Linked DNA regions of Pan troglodytes: all the other regions are linked to region 1. Evidence: chromatin contacts called from public capture Hi-C data. All regions are on one chromosome and are shown on one strand. The core of a region is the stretch at or near the end of the contact, and the rest is flanking DNA. Distances in the headings are between cores, read along the strand shown. Region 1 has its middle 77 kb from the start of MTERF3. Region 2 overlaps SDC2 (syndecan 2). Region 3 overlaps SDC2 (syndecan 2).

Region 1 (4,159 bases), core at 1,198-3,697:
GAGTGAATAGGTATCTGTGAGATTATGCGTTTCTGTAGGTGGATACATTTGTGATTGCACTCAAGCTGAGCCTGGGATTTTGTGACTCAAATGTGGTCCAGAGAAAGCGGCAGGAAGACACAAAGGGTGAGTGTTGAGTGAATAGGTGTTTGTGAGATTATGTGTTTCTGTGGGTGGATATGTTTGCGATTTCAGGCATCCTATTCTCATGCACACTCCTCCACCGTCAGCATACTTAACTGACCACACCAAGAAAAATACAGCTCCGTTCACTTTGTCATAGATGCTCCGGCAGGCGTGGGCTGTTGAAACAGGAGTTTGGGAACTTTGGGCCCTGGGTGTTTTTTCAGCTTTCACCCATCATTTTGAACTGGGATGAGCAAGGGTTTAAGGGGAAAAATGCTGAACACCAGCACAGCAATACCACACATCGGCTTCTGTGGTCTGAGAACAGCAGCAGGAATTCACCCCGTGATTGGTGGCTCTTTCCCACCTCAGCAAAGCGCAGGGCTGCTGCTGCCCAGCGTGTGAAATCTAAGCCAGGCGCTGACCCACCGCTGGAATGAAAACTCAAACCTGCACAGCCTCTCGGCTTTGTGGCTGTCTTTCCTGCTCATGGTGGCAATCAGAAGTCTGTTCCCAGTTAGGGAGCAGAACCTCAACTGATAAGAGAGATGGGAAGAGAATTTCAAAAATCTCATAGGAAAACCTCCTCCTAGAAAGTTAAAGTGGGGTGGCGGGAGGTTGCTAAGTGAGAACATTGGGGGTTATTTTGGGGTGGACAGACACCAGATCACCAGGGTGGTGAGTATGGAAATGTCACTGTCACCTACCATCCCATCCCCCTCCATGAACAGTGGCCTTTCAAAGTATTTGGCCAGTGAGTCATCAGAAAAATGCTATTTTTTCATTTTGGAAAAACACCGTATCACAGCAGGACATTTTGCTGTTATCTGTTCTCCCAAGAAATACAGTGGTGGGGGAGGACCCAACCCCTTCGAAATTAAAGCCATATGCATACCATATTAAAAAAATAACCCACCCAGGACATTCCATTATTGCTGACCATAGGAATTCAGTATTTATAATTTACATTCTTTCCCATACTTTGCTGTTTTTCAGACGTGAAAAGTAGAGGTTTATGGCCTCATCAGATTGTAAATCACATTCCTGAGGGCAGAGGGAGCTGCTACAGGGGAGAGAAATTGCCTTCCAACAGTTTGCAGAATGCGTCAAAACATTGGGAAAAGAATCCACGTGGAGTATAGGGACCCTGTTCAAGAGCTGGCATCTCGATTGATTTCAGGCCACAGAAACACAGGGATGTCGAGGCCGGAGTCTGCCTACTCACAGGACACAAAAGACAATGAAGGCCAACACCAGTTATTCTGTCCACAGAGCACGCAACCAGCCAACCACCCCTGGAGCCACCTGAAGAGTGGCTTGGAGGTGTGGCCATCTCTAATCAAGCAAGCACCTGAGATCAGAGTCTCCTTCCAAGGAGGAGGAGGAGGAGCAAAGGTGTGGCGGTCACCAGGGAACCAGCTCCTTGCCATCCATTTGCCAGCTCTGAGGCCAGTGAGGATCTATGGGGCTGTGGTCTGCTGATAGGAGTAAGACATGTGCACAAGAATCCAGGGGAGGAGCCTGGCACAGAGTCTCAGGCTGTGTTGCTCCGGCGGCCCCCCGGCACTTCCTGGCCGTGTGCTCTATGTGCAAGCTTGTGTTACTGTGGCTGCTGGGAGGATTCAGGGACAGGAGGGAAGGGGTGCGGAGAGCCCCACACGGGGGTGTTTTGAAGGCTCCAATCCTCTGAATGCCACTGTCTGGAAGTCATGTTAGCAGTGGCCCTAGTGAACTCTTATTCCCCTGCTCCTGGTCTGGATTTCATCCACTCTAAGAGAGGTGGAGGATCCCTAACATTTTGAAAGCTGAAGATCTTTCTTAAGCCTTTCCCACGCTGCACTCATAAAATACCTAATCAGTCCATGACGTATGCAGTTGGAGAGATGAGAATGAGCCCAAACAGCCCTTTGTCAGGCGGGTGGGAACAGTCAGGCTTACAGCCCGGATTTCCAGTATGGATTGTTACATAAACCTTGCCTGCAATTTGACTCTGTAATGAAAGCTATTGTGTGTATACTTCAGACACGAAAATGAAGTATTTTGGTTTTTTTAGTCTCAAATGTTAGAAAACCAATTTTCTTTTAAAGGCAGACAAACTTCATTTCCTGTGGTTTGTAAAACCACAAGAGTCTCCTTTACTTAGCATCCAGGAAGGGGCCACACCCTACACTGGAACACCAGGCTCTGACGCCCCGGGATGACTGCTCCGAGGGGCAGGAGGTCACAGCTCTGAGCAAATCTTCCTGCCCCCGCAGGGCACTGTCGGTGCCCACAGTTTGCAGACCCTGGCCAGGGTGATGTCTTGAGCATTCCAGTAACAAAGAAAAACCAGCAATTAACTCCGGGGCACAAGTACAAGCGTGAGCCCAGATCACTTAAAGAGGCTGGGTGGTTGGTTGCATCAGCTGTGAAAGCAAAACCCTTGGGTAAATTCTATGTTCTGAATGATGTTACTGTCCTCACTGGGGTTACGAGAGGGGAAGGGACCATGAGATCTGCCAACACCCTTCTCCTCTCTGCTCCAAGAGGACAACAATGCTGGGGCTTAGGAGTCCCTTTTGCTAGAAATGCAGGCAGGAAGCTTGCTGTCACCTGCCTCCCCAGCCGGGTGTACTGAATATGGAGGTAGAGACCAGGCTTCAACCAGAGTATTATGAGTATCAGAGTATCATGAGGGATAAATTCAGCTTAGCCCTGTGAGGCCTTGGAGGTACTTGGACATGTTGCAAACCCTTGAACACTGTTAGACTGTGACAACAAATATCTCTTTGCAGGACAAGCAACTTCAAAATTCCACCTAACAAGCTGCAAGAAAGGGAATATCAGAGTAGACCAAGTCACAGATGAACTTTCTGAAATGGACTAAAGGCATTTTTTAGTGAACATGGAAGAAAAGGAAGATTTTTACAATGTAGCATTCCTACAAACTAAAAAAATTTCACATCCAACTGTTTTTTTCTCTTCTTTGGTAGACATCAATGAAATAATTCCTTTAAATTCACAGAAGATAGCAAAATTAAAAAGCCATATTTATTTAATGCATCAAATACCAAAGTTAAATTAAGGAAACTATTGCAATCTTCACCTGAGATAGGCCCATCATCAGGTTAGAATAAAGTGTGATAAAAAGGGGAAATGTTGTAAAAACCTCTTATGGCATAGCAACATGACTGCAGCCCACCAGTCTCAGCCATTACTGATACTGACCCTTGCAAAGAATCAAATCTCTAATATAATCCTGAGAATGTGCACACATATGTGAAGGAAAGAGGTGTATTATGTAATGGAACACTGACAGACAGACGTCTTAGCTCTCCTTACAGTTTTTTTTTAATTTTTTTTTTAAGATAGTCTCGCTCTGTCGCCCAGGTTGGAGAGTGCGGTGGCGTGATCTCGGCTCACTGGAACCTCCACCTCCTGGGTTCAAGCATTTCTTCTGTCTCTGACTCCCGAGTAGCTGGGACTACGGGTGCCTGCCACCATGCCCGGCTAATTTAAGTATTTTCAGCAGAGACAGGGTTTCACCATATTGGTCAGGCTGGTCTCAAACTCCTGACCTCAGGCGATCCACCCACCTCAGCCTCCCAAAGTGCTGGGATTACAGGCGTGAGCCCTGCGCCCGGCCAGCTCTCCTTACATCTTGATTTCAATCCTATAAATGGGAAATGGTAGGGAGCACTATCTGGTCTACTGTGGGATTTCTAGTTGTCATAACAATAAGAACCATATAAACAACGCCCACCTGGTAAACATTAGGGTGGGCCCAGGAACTCTGCAGCAGTCACTGAGCACATTCCAAAGAGTGGATGTTAACCCCCCAACCCCGTATTTAAAGGGCTAGCTTCAGTCTGGCTGCCAATGGTTACATTTTTTCTTCCCCACCTTGTGTTTAGCCTCCCCTTCTGTGTCCAACCTCCTCCACTTCTCAATGACCCCAAGGGCCTCTGTAAGTGCAGGATTCTACCCAAAACCCTCCCATTTCCAAAGGGTGGGCCTTGGCATAAAGAGGCATCATTCCAGGGTGCTAAACGGT
Region 2 (4,159 bases), core at 1,041-3,540, 250 kb before region 1:
CAGGACCCAAGTCTGCTCAGCTGCCCCAGAGATATGAGTACCCGAAAGCTGCAAACCCAACCTAAAGCTGTACACTCAACCGGCAGCTGACCACTGACATGTGAGGGAGCCCAGCCAGCCCAGCCTACATCACCAACCTACAGAATAATGAGTTAAATGAATGACTGTTACTTTAAGCCACCAAGTTTTGGGGTGGTTTATTATGTAGCCTTAGAGTGGTAACAGATAACTATTAATAATATACTAAGGAATCTGATTATGTCACTACATAATCATTTTACTTGGCTGCTGCATTTTCCTCCTACAATACCCTAGGAATAAAAACGTATTAACTTCTTGGTCTCATCTACAATTTTTAACATAGGGTAGGTGGTTTTATGAAACCAGTGTTTGAGGGATTTCTTGAAGGGTGGTTTCCATGACATCACTCTGAAAGTCTTAATACGATTAAAAGCTAATGTTGACAGAGTACTATGTGCCAAGTCCCCAAATCTAAGAGCTTTAGATGTGTCAACTCCCTTTTAATCCTCACAACAACTCTATGGTAAGGACTATTGTTACTTTCCATTTTATAAAGGAGGAAACTGAGGCTCAGCAAATAAATTCTCAAGATCTCACAGCGTAAGTGGCAGAGAGAGCTAGAATTAGCACCCAGACCCTTTGATTCCAAAGACAGTGCCCTTAACCACTGTGCATCCTGCCTGTCTCCTTGAAGTAAGCGCAGTAAAATGTGTGTGCGTGCATGCCTGGAGAATGAGGTCCAGTGTTTAGAAGCAGCCGCCTTACCCGAGCCAGACGCAGAAGCGTAGTCATCGTCATCAATAGGATACACTCCTGAAGCTTCTTCAATGGAGCTGTTGTCAAGGTACATGTCTTTATCAGATGTCAGCTCTGCTCTCTGAGAAAGGAAAGACAAGGGAGTCAGGATGTTGAGAGATTAAGAAACACACTTGTATATCTGATTGTTCAGGTACATACTGCAGTGACTACCCCTCCCACTCCCACAGTAGTCTGAATCCACATCTCTGGCCACAGTCTTCCTCAGGCACCCTGACAACTTAACAGCAATTTGAGAGGTGAGCACGGACTAATAACCTGCAAGGGAAGCCTACACAGCTTAAACCAGTAGAATGAAAACAGTTCAGAGATCTAAACTCCTATCTTGGGCTTATTTTGTTGCATTCCACTAAACTTACCTGACTTTCAGCCATCCCAATGCTAGTTATAAGCCATCTTGGGCATTCTCTTTGTCACTCCCTTACTGGAAAGGGAACAAAACACTTAGGTCTTTCTTGGGGATGTATGCAAAGGTATTACGGCTTAGCTTAGGCTAAATAATCACCCAGGGATCCATCAAATCCTACCAGTGCTTGCAGGCCTGGCAATGCTCAGAACTTTACCGCTACAGATGAGAGATCCCCAGTCACCCGGGTCCTCAGGCCATGCAGGCCTTTCTACCCCAGCCCAGACCTGTGCTGAGGCCAGCCACAGTGCCCGGAGAGGAGCAGCGCCTGTGAGGCTCACCCGACAGGGAGAAAGCCCACTGCACGCCTGCTTCTAGGGCTCATTGGCTTAGCAAAGCCTTAATGACAAATACAGATAAACCCACACGAGCACATTCTTTTTCTATTACTGGCAACTGGTAATAGCAAATCACACGCTTAATATGGAGAGGGATCAGTCACTAAGTATACCAGTTCCACAGCTTCTTAACTCTTCAGTAAGAGTTTAGTATTAAAATTCAACCTAATCCTGCCAAAAGAAGAACTTGCATGAACTTGAGACAGAGTAGAGGTATAAGACTTTAAAAAATGGTTTTAGTAAATTGATATTTTACTACCATTATCTCGCAAAAGCCCAGGAAAAAAATAATAAAGCAGACAGGCAGCTTTTAAACAACGCTTGTTTGGAAACAGGCAACACTCATTATTGCTCTATTTTTAAAAATCATATAGAATGTTTGCTCTTAACAGAAATTATAAAATAATGTTTCCCTTACTACACTGGCTTTCATTAGATTTAATCTTAAAATAAAACTTTCTCTTCCAGCAGTCGCTGTGATTGGAACCTTCCTAAGAGGACAGGTCCAACCCTCCGTAACAGTACCACTTTATTTTCTCAGGTTTCAGCAGCTGGCTAGCAAGGCTAAAGCACTTTAAACCTGAGTCCACATTCTCCACCAGGCCTCAGTGCCAACTGAAAGCAAAGCATGGGAATCTATTTTGTTTGAGCTATCACACTGGTGGATTCTGAGAACTGAAACCTTAGGGACTGGTGTTCCAGTGGCCTGGACCACCCTGAGCCAAGAGTGTGCTGCAACTTTTCTAGTAGAATGGTCAGAGCTTAACTCTGCAATCTGACGCCACCCTGTTTCACTGGTTTCCAAGGCTATCACCATTCCAGATTGTAATTCCCAAAGCTTGTGAACTGTGTCAGGAGCCCTGTGTTCTACAGCTCTATCATCAACTGCCTCCTCTTAGGCTCTCAGCTCCTTTAAAGGCAAGGCTTCCCTCCCCCAATCACAGTGCCTGGCATATAGTAGATGCTCAGTAAACACCGCTTGGGTTGAACCACCGTTCGTGCTCCCACGAAAAAGCCATTCTCCGTCCTGCTTGTCTTAAACTTTGTCCCATTTACTTCCCCTGGAGGACCTCCTGGTTTCTTCTCTCAAATCCTGTCTACTATGAAACAGGCTGTGACTTCTCCACTCCTTATACACCTCCTAATTATAAAGTACTATTTTAGGATTTTGTAGCATATGAACAGTTTAAGACATAAACCCTCACTGTTACTTTTCATTGTTTCATGTGTATTTTTCTTGCCCCTCAGCAGAGTATGACTCATTGAAGGCATGTTTTGAATGACCTGTGTTCTCTGTCCCTCTCAAAATGCATGGACACAAAATAAATATTTGACTGAGATTACTTAAACCAAATTGGCCTTGGACTGAGGTTTCAGAGTTACATGTCACAAGACCTCCAGGATCCTCGTAGTTTAAAATCTCTCCATTTTAAGCCTAGGAGACCATCTGCCCCAAACCTCCTATAGCTTGCATTGCATCTATTTAAGTAACCTACAGTCTTAAAAGTAAGCAAAACATTCCCTTTCCATGTTAGAATCTTGTTTCCCTTTTCTTAATCTTAACATTGAATGACTTTCATTTTCCTCTTGGCTCTGTCAATGAAGTTTGATGTGGCAAGGGTAATACTGAGATACTTAATCCCTATGTGTAAATTGAATTTCAATTCATTCGATGACCCAGTTGTCTGGACTAACACATCTGTCATGCTACCAGGCAGATGGGCCAAAAATGCCTCCCAGAGAATTCTAGCCACCTCACCGTTCAACCACACTGGCAGCCTGACAAGCCAACTGACTTCCTGGGACAGCCGTCAGGCCTGTATTTCAACAAGACTTGGGGTGGAAGTCAGGTTGTGTCTAGAGAAGCTGGCTTACCCTCAGCCACTCAGTTACTTGGGGTCTACAGGGCTCCCGGGTGGTCTCTGGGCTGACCAGATGTTTAATGTGTTTAAAGGCAGCCAAAAGTGTGTTTCTCTGTGATCCAGGGTGGTGAAAATAATTTTGACATCAAAGTTCTCTCCCACTCTGATTTCAGGAGCACCAAGAACATAGGAGAAATTACCAATATCTTTCCATAAAGTCCAATTTAACATAAAGCAGGGCCCTTTTCACTCTGTAGCAGATAATGAATACCTCTATTGCCTTCCCCTTTAAAAAATAAAAAATAAAAAAAAAAACCCTGCGCTCATGACAAATTCCTTTTATGAAGACTCCACACTCTGTTCTGAAAGGTTTCTGGAATGAACATGCCTAGGACGGGAAATGATTTATGCACCAATATTCCCTTGGGACAAGGAGACAAGCATCTCCTCAAGGCCATGAAAAGGGGTGAATTCGAAACTACCGATTTTACACCTGGCGAAATGTAGTCTGCTTGACTGAGGAGAAAACCTCGGGACATACTCTGCACACACTCCCTTACTCAATGGGACCGAGACGCTGGACGAAAGCAACTGGAAGGAAACGTGCAGAAGCACAAGTCCAGAGCTGCAGCCTGGCTGTAGGGTGTCATAACGAGGCTGTTTAATTTGGGACTGACCATCGCTGTGAGGCAGTGCCAATACTGTTGGCTAACAGG
Region 3 (4,159 bases), core at 1,204-3,703, 190 kb before region 1:
AACTTAACATTAATTCTTGCACTCCATTCCAAACATTCAGTGCCTTTTAAATGCACCCTACAGATCCATCCCAAATATGTTGATTCCCAGTTCATCTGAAGACCCAACTCAAAGCAGCTTGGTTTTAAGACTCAACAAGTCTAACTCGGACTGGTAGGTTATGAGACCCCCTTGAACAGCCTGCACGAAGAGGCCCTGGGACTTGCCACTTACAGAGCACGCAGGACCAGATCACGTAGGGTTCTGTGTGCCACAGCAGTACAGCACTGGGGAGCCACTGACGGGCATGTAAGTAGGAGAATAACATGATCATATTTCTGTTTTAGGGGCAGAGAGAGAGAGAACTGTGCAAGTGGAAGCTAGATCAGTGTCATGCACCCACCAGAGGCAGGGAGAGGATTAGGAGTCTCCTATGATGTCTGTCTTACAAGAGCAGTGATAAGGGCAGGGGTGATAGAACAAAGAATGATTCAAGTGGGATTTATGTTATTGCAGTGTTTCCCCTATAGCAAAATAGGGTGCATTCAAACAGTTCCAAGGCAGAAATAATGAAGCTCCCAAACCTGTCCTTAAGCACGGTCTCTCTTCCCACCACGTCAATAGGCAGAACGTGCCTGCCCTCTTCCCCCTGTGGAGTGCAGTATTTACTAAGCACCCACTATGGATAGGTCAGGCACCATGCTAGCTGCTGAAATAAATCCTGGATGGGTCAATGCCAAAAATTAGCAGGAGACATGGAGAATGAAGAATATGACTCTGACATCCAAAAAGAGAGCCAAGTATTGGGAACAAGAGTCACCCAGACATCGGGAACAGACTGTTGTACAGAGCCACCACCTCCCTACAGGCTACTTACCTGTCTGCTCCAAACCAGTGGCCAGCCTCCGTAACTCCCCTGCAGGTCCGAGCCTCCCCTGCACCAGAAAACAGTACCACTGGCCTTGTTCTACCAATGGATCGTCAGGGGAAAATCAGGAGCCCTGGCCACAGCTACACAGGGGTCAACACACAATCCAAGTTTTAGTTCCCTGACTTGACCCTTCAACGCTTGGTCTTTGAGGAGTACACCAAGTATTTATGAAGGCCCTTAAAAACTGTCCAAAAAAACCCAAAGGCCTCTTTTCACTTTTACTAGCTTGATTCTTTAATTTTCACCCAATTCCTTCCTCCTCAACAGTGGTTTCCATAGTTCTCTGGGTGCAACCTGTGTTGGCCTTCCTGCAATCTGGAAAAGATCTTCTGTCTCCCTGCCTCCTTGAAAATAGGCAGACATTTGATCCACTTTTTTAAACTTCAAGGAGGGAGAGAAGAAGTTTCTGTAACTATAAAATATTTGGCCCCTCCACTTACTGGAAATATGCTACATAACAAGAAACATGAAACAAACAATCGTATAACAACTGGGTGGTTTTTGCAACCGCTTTAAGGAGATCAGCTTGGTATGTCAAGCATGTAAAATTCTCATTTCTTCCTTTTTCCTATGTAAAAGTATTTTCGATGCTTCATTACAACAAAACTTCAAGTATTAGCTTTATAGAGAGGCCTATTTAAATTCAGAATCACAAAAAATCAGTACATATTCATAGAATTCTAACTTCCTTATGCCCATAACAAACATAGGTGCAAAGCCACTTTGGGGAGGCCCACAGGACCGAAATATCAGGAAAAGAACCACAAGGCTAAAACATACCTGGCCCTGCACATGCCTGGCCCGCACATCCAAAAGTCATGACTAACTCTACCATTTGATGGTTAAACTTGAAGCCGTATGCTTAGCTTTGATAAGCCTCCATTCAAGGTCTCTGGGACTGACTTTGTTCATCTTTGAAACAGGTCAATGATGCCTACTCCACAAGGTTCCTGTGCGGCCCCACCCTGACAATGTGTGGAAAGTACTCTGTAAATAATGCCGTCCCAGACCCTTTTCCGGAGGCTTTCATTATCTTAGTTTTCTTCCTGAAACCGCCCCTTTCAACTACATGAATTTATGGTCTTATTCTGATTTTATATGTGGAGAAACTGAGACCCAAGCAGTATTTCTTCCAGGAAAAGAAAACTCCAACAAATTAAGAGATGCCCTCGGAGATCAATAAAGACTTGGGAATGCAGTTTGCCAGTAAGGTAACATCTTGGACAAGTCCTTTAACCTTTCCGAGCACCAGTCTGAGTTCAACTCACCAGCCTGGAGGGTAGACAAGCTGAAGAAGGTTTTGTCACCAGAGAGCTCTAAAGGAGATGGCAAACACTGGAGGAATTGGACCTCATATAAAGCAGCAAGGGCAAGAACCTTCTCCATGCCCCCAAGCAACGCACAAAGTAAGCCCAGGCAGGATGGGGTGCAGCCTCACTCTAATGGGAAGGGGGCTCTGATAAGGAACTTGTCCAGTGACCTCAGCATGGCACTCCAGTGCCACTGGAAAACAAGGCCTGCAGGTGGAAGTGAGCACAGGTGGGAGGCAGCTGTTAAAAGAGGAGCAGAAAGGAGACTACAGCAGCACCAAATGGGGTGGCTTCCCAAGGCCAAGCACAGAAGCTTCTCTAGGACAGCCAGGATCAAGACAGTGCCAGTTCCTGCCCTAAGTGATGTCACACATCAACCGGAAGCCTCATCACAGAGTGGGAACGGACAGCCTTGAACATTTCAAGAACACTTGGGCACAGGCCGAAATCACACCTGAGGTTTGCATGCAGAAGAGAGGGAGAGCAGGGCTTCCAATCATTCCTCTGGAATGAGCTGAAAGTACAGACTACGATTTTACATTATTGTGACCCAATTATTCCAGTATCTTCATAGCTCATATGGAGATCCATGTAACCCGACAAATAATGGCCAAAGTCTTGTCTCACTCAAACTGGTTCCACAAAAAACTGCAACTGATAAACCCTCAAACCCCACATCTTCCCAAGATTGAGCAGTAAACCACACAAAAATATAAATAGGAACCACCCACTAAAGTGCACAAATGATACTATATTAGGTCTCATTAAAGAGCCCAATGAAGCCTGCAGTATTTATTAGGTGGAACCACAGCAGTGCCCTGACTTGTATTGGAAAGGAGAAAAAAGGAGGAGGAATGATTTCTAAATATGACTTCAGCATGTTGATAATAAGCTTTCCGGCACTGGTTCATTATGCCAGCCACCCTGCAATCATTAACCCCAGGTAGCAGTGGGGGAGCTAGGACAAAGAAAACCCACTGCTTGCCCAAGGAGATTTCCTCATGCTGCCTTCAACAACAACTTTTAGGAAGTCATAATTCCCCCTTCTGAAACCAGAAGAGTTGATACCCTAAACTGGAATATATAACTGAAATTAGTTCTGACCGGTTTTAATTAAATCTTTGTAGCCAGTTGTCAGTGTGCTTGAGATTTTTCAAAATCTCTCTCTCACATGCTCAACAGATGTGGGTGGTAATCAAAGCCAAGCTGATCGGAGCTGCACAGACAGCGAGCAGCAGCTCCCCCAAACAAAAGGTCAGCCATGATAATGACATCCCCAGAGTGATGTATGTGCACGTTAAGAAGTTAAATCTCATGAAAAGAATGTCCAATAAAGCCATCAATTTTATTTTAGGTTCATCTGGCTGCAATTTCTGCCTACAGTCATCTCACTCCAGGAAAAGTTAGCACCGTGCAGGCACCTGGATTCACTTCGGGGTCTCTGGTATATGAACTATGACATTCCACACATAGTTTCCCAACGCAAGTACTGAAATATCTGTGCCCTACTTCTTAGCTCACTGTCTGTAAAACATTCCTTGCCCTTTGATGTGAAAGAAAAATACTCCACTTTACAACATTATCCTGGACTGGACTTCTTTTTTGAAAGAAGCCTAAAACAACACCACCATTGTGGCCACCCTGAGTGTCTGTGGCAACAACCAGAGAAGAAATAATCTTAAAGTTACCAACACGTTGAGCAACTTCACACCTACCTAAATCATATTCCCCTGTATATTTTAAGGGAAAAGAAATCATTAGCAGAATTTCCCACAATTATCTTTGAAAAAAAATCCGCGTCTTTTTTTGGATGGATTCTTGTACCAAATACTTAAGCATTCCTCTGTCTTTAAAGCACCAGGGTAATCTGTTATTAAATGCACGTTTAAACCAACGTTTTATAACCTTGCTGCTGTTTTCAATGAGTCTCCGCCTCTTC

Evidence for each region. Capture Hi-C pulls out chosen DNA fragments and counts their contacts.
Region 2: a contact with region 1 is called in a capture Hi-C map of stem cell-derived neural stem cells, with 4 times the contacts expected there. The contact joins two enhancer-like sites. A contact is called at or near these places in 2 of 7 Hi-C or Micro-C datasets (induced pluripotent stem cells and stem cell-derived neural progenitor cells) and 1 of 1 other capture datasets (stem cell-derived neural stem cells).
Region 3: a contact with region 1 is called in a capture Hi-C map of stem cell-derived neural stem cells, with 2.9 times the contacts expected there. The contact joins two enhancer-like sites. A contact is called at or near these places in 1 of 7 Hi-C or Micro-C datasets (stem cell-derived neural progenitor cells) and 1 of 1 other capture datasets (stem cell-derived neural stem cells).

What each region holds. Positions count from the first base shown.
Region 1 is chr7:106,555,734-106,559,892 of NHGRI_mPanTro3-v2.0_pri, reverse strand. No RefSeq gene overlaps it. Among named protein-coding and RNA genes, the nearest start is that of MTERF3, 77 kb to the right of the region's middle. Within about 2 kb of position 2,447, at least 7 of the 24 cell types and tissues checked have an H3K27ac peak or open chromatin away from gene starts, as enhancers often do. A contact at or near this core is called in stem cell-derived neural stem cells, where this site is marked.
Region 2 is chr7:106,808,507-106,812,665 of NHGRI_mPanTro3-v2.0_pri, reverse strand. It overlaps SDC2 (syndecan 2), which reads right to left. Exons shown (of 5, transcript XM_003311857.6): 2 at 787-898. Among named protein-coding and RNA genes, the nearest start is that of CPQ, 52 kb to the left of the region's middle. Within about 2 kb of position 2,290, at least 2 of the 24 cell types and tissues checked have an H3K27ac peak or open chromatin away from gene starts, as enhancers often do. A contact at or near this core is called in stem cell-derived neural stem cells, where this site is marked.
Region 3 is chr7:106,743,040-106,747,198 of NHGRI_mPanTro3-v2.0_pri, reverse strand. All of the region lies in intron 1 of SDC2 (syndecan 2), which reads right to left. Among named protein-coding and RNA genes, the nearest start is that of SDC2, 33 kb to the right of the region's middle. Within about 2 kb of position 2,453, at least 1 of the 24 cell types and tissues checked has an H3K27ac peak or open chromatin away from gene starts, as enhancers often do. A contact at or near this core is called in stem cell-derived neural stem cells, where this site is marked.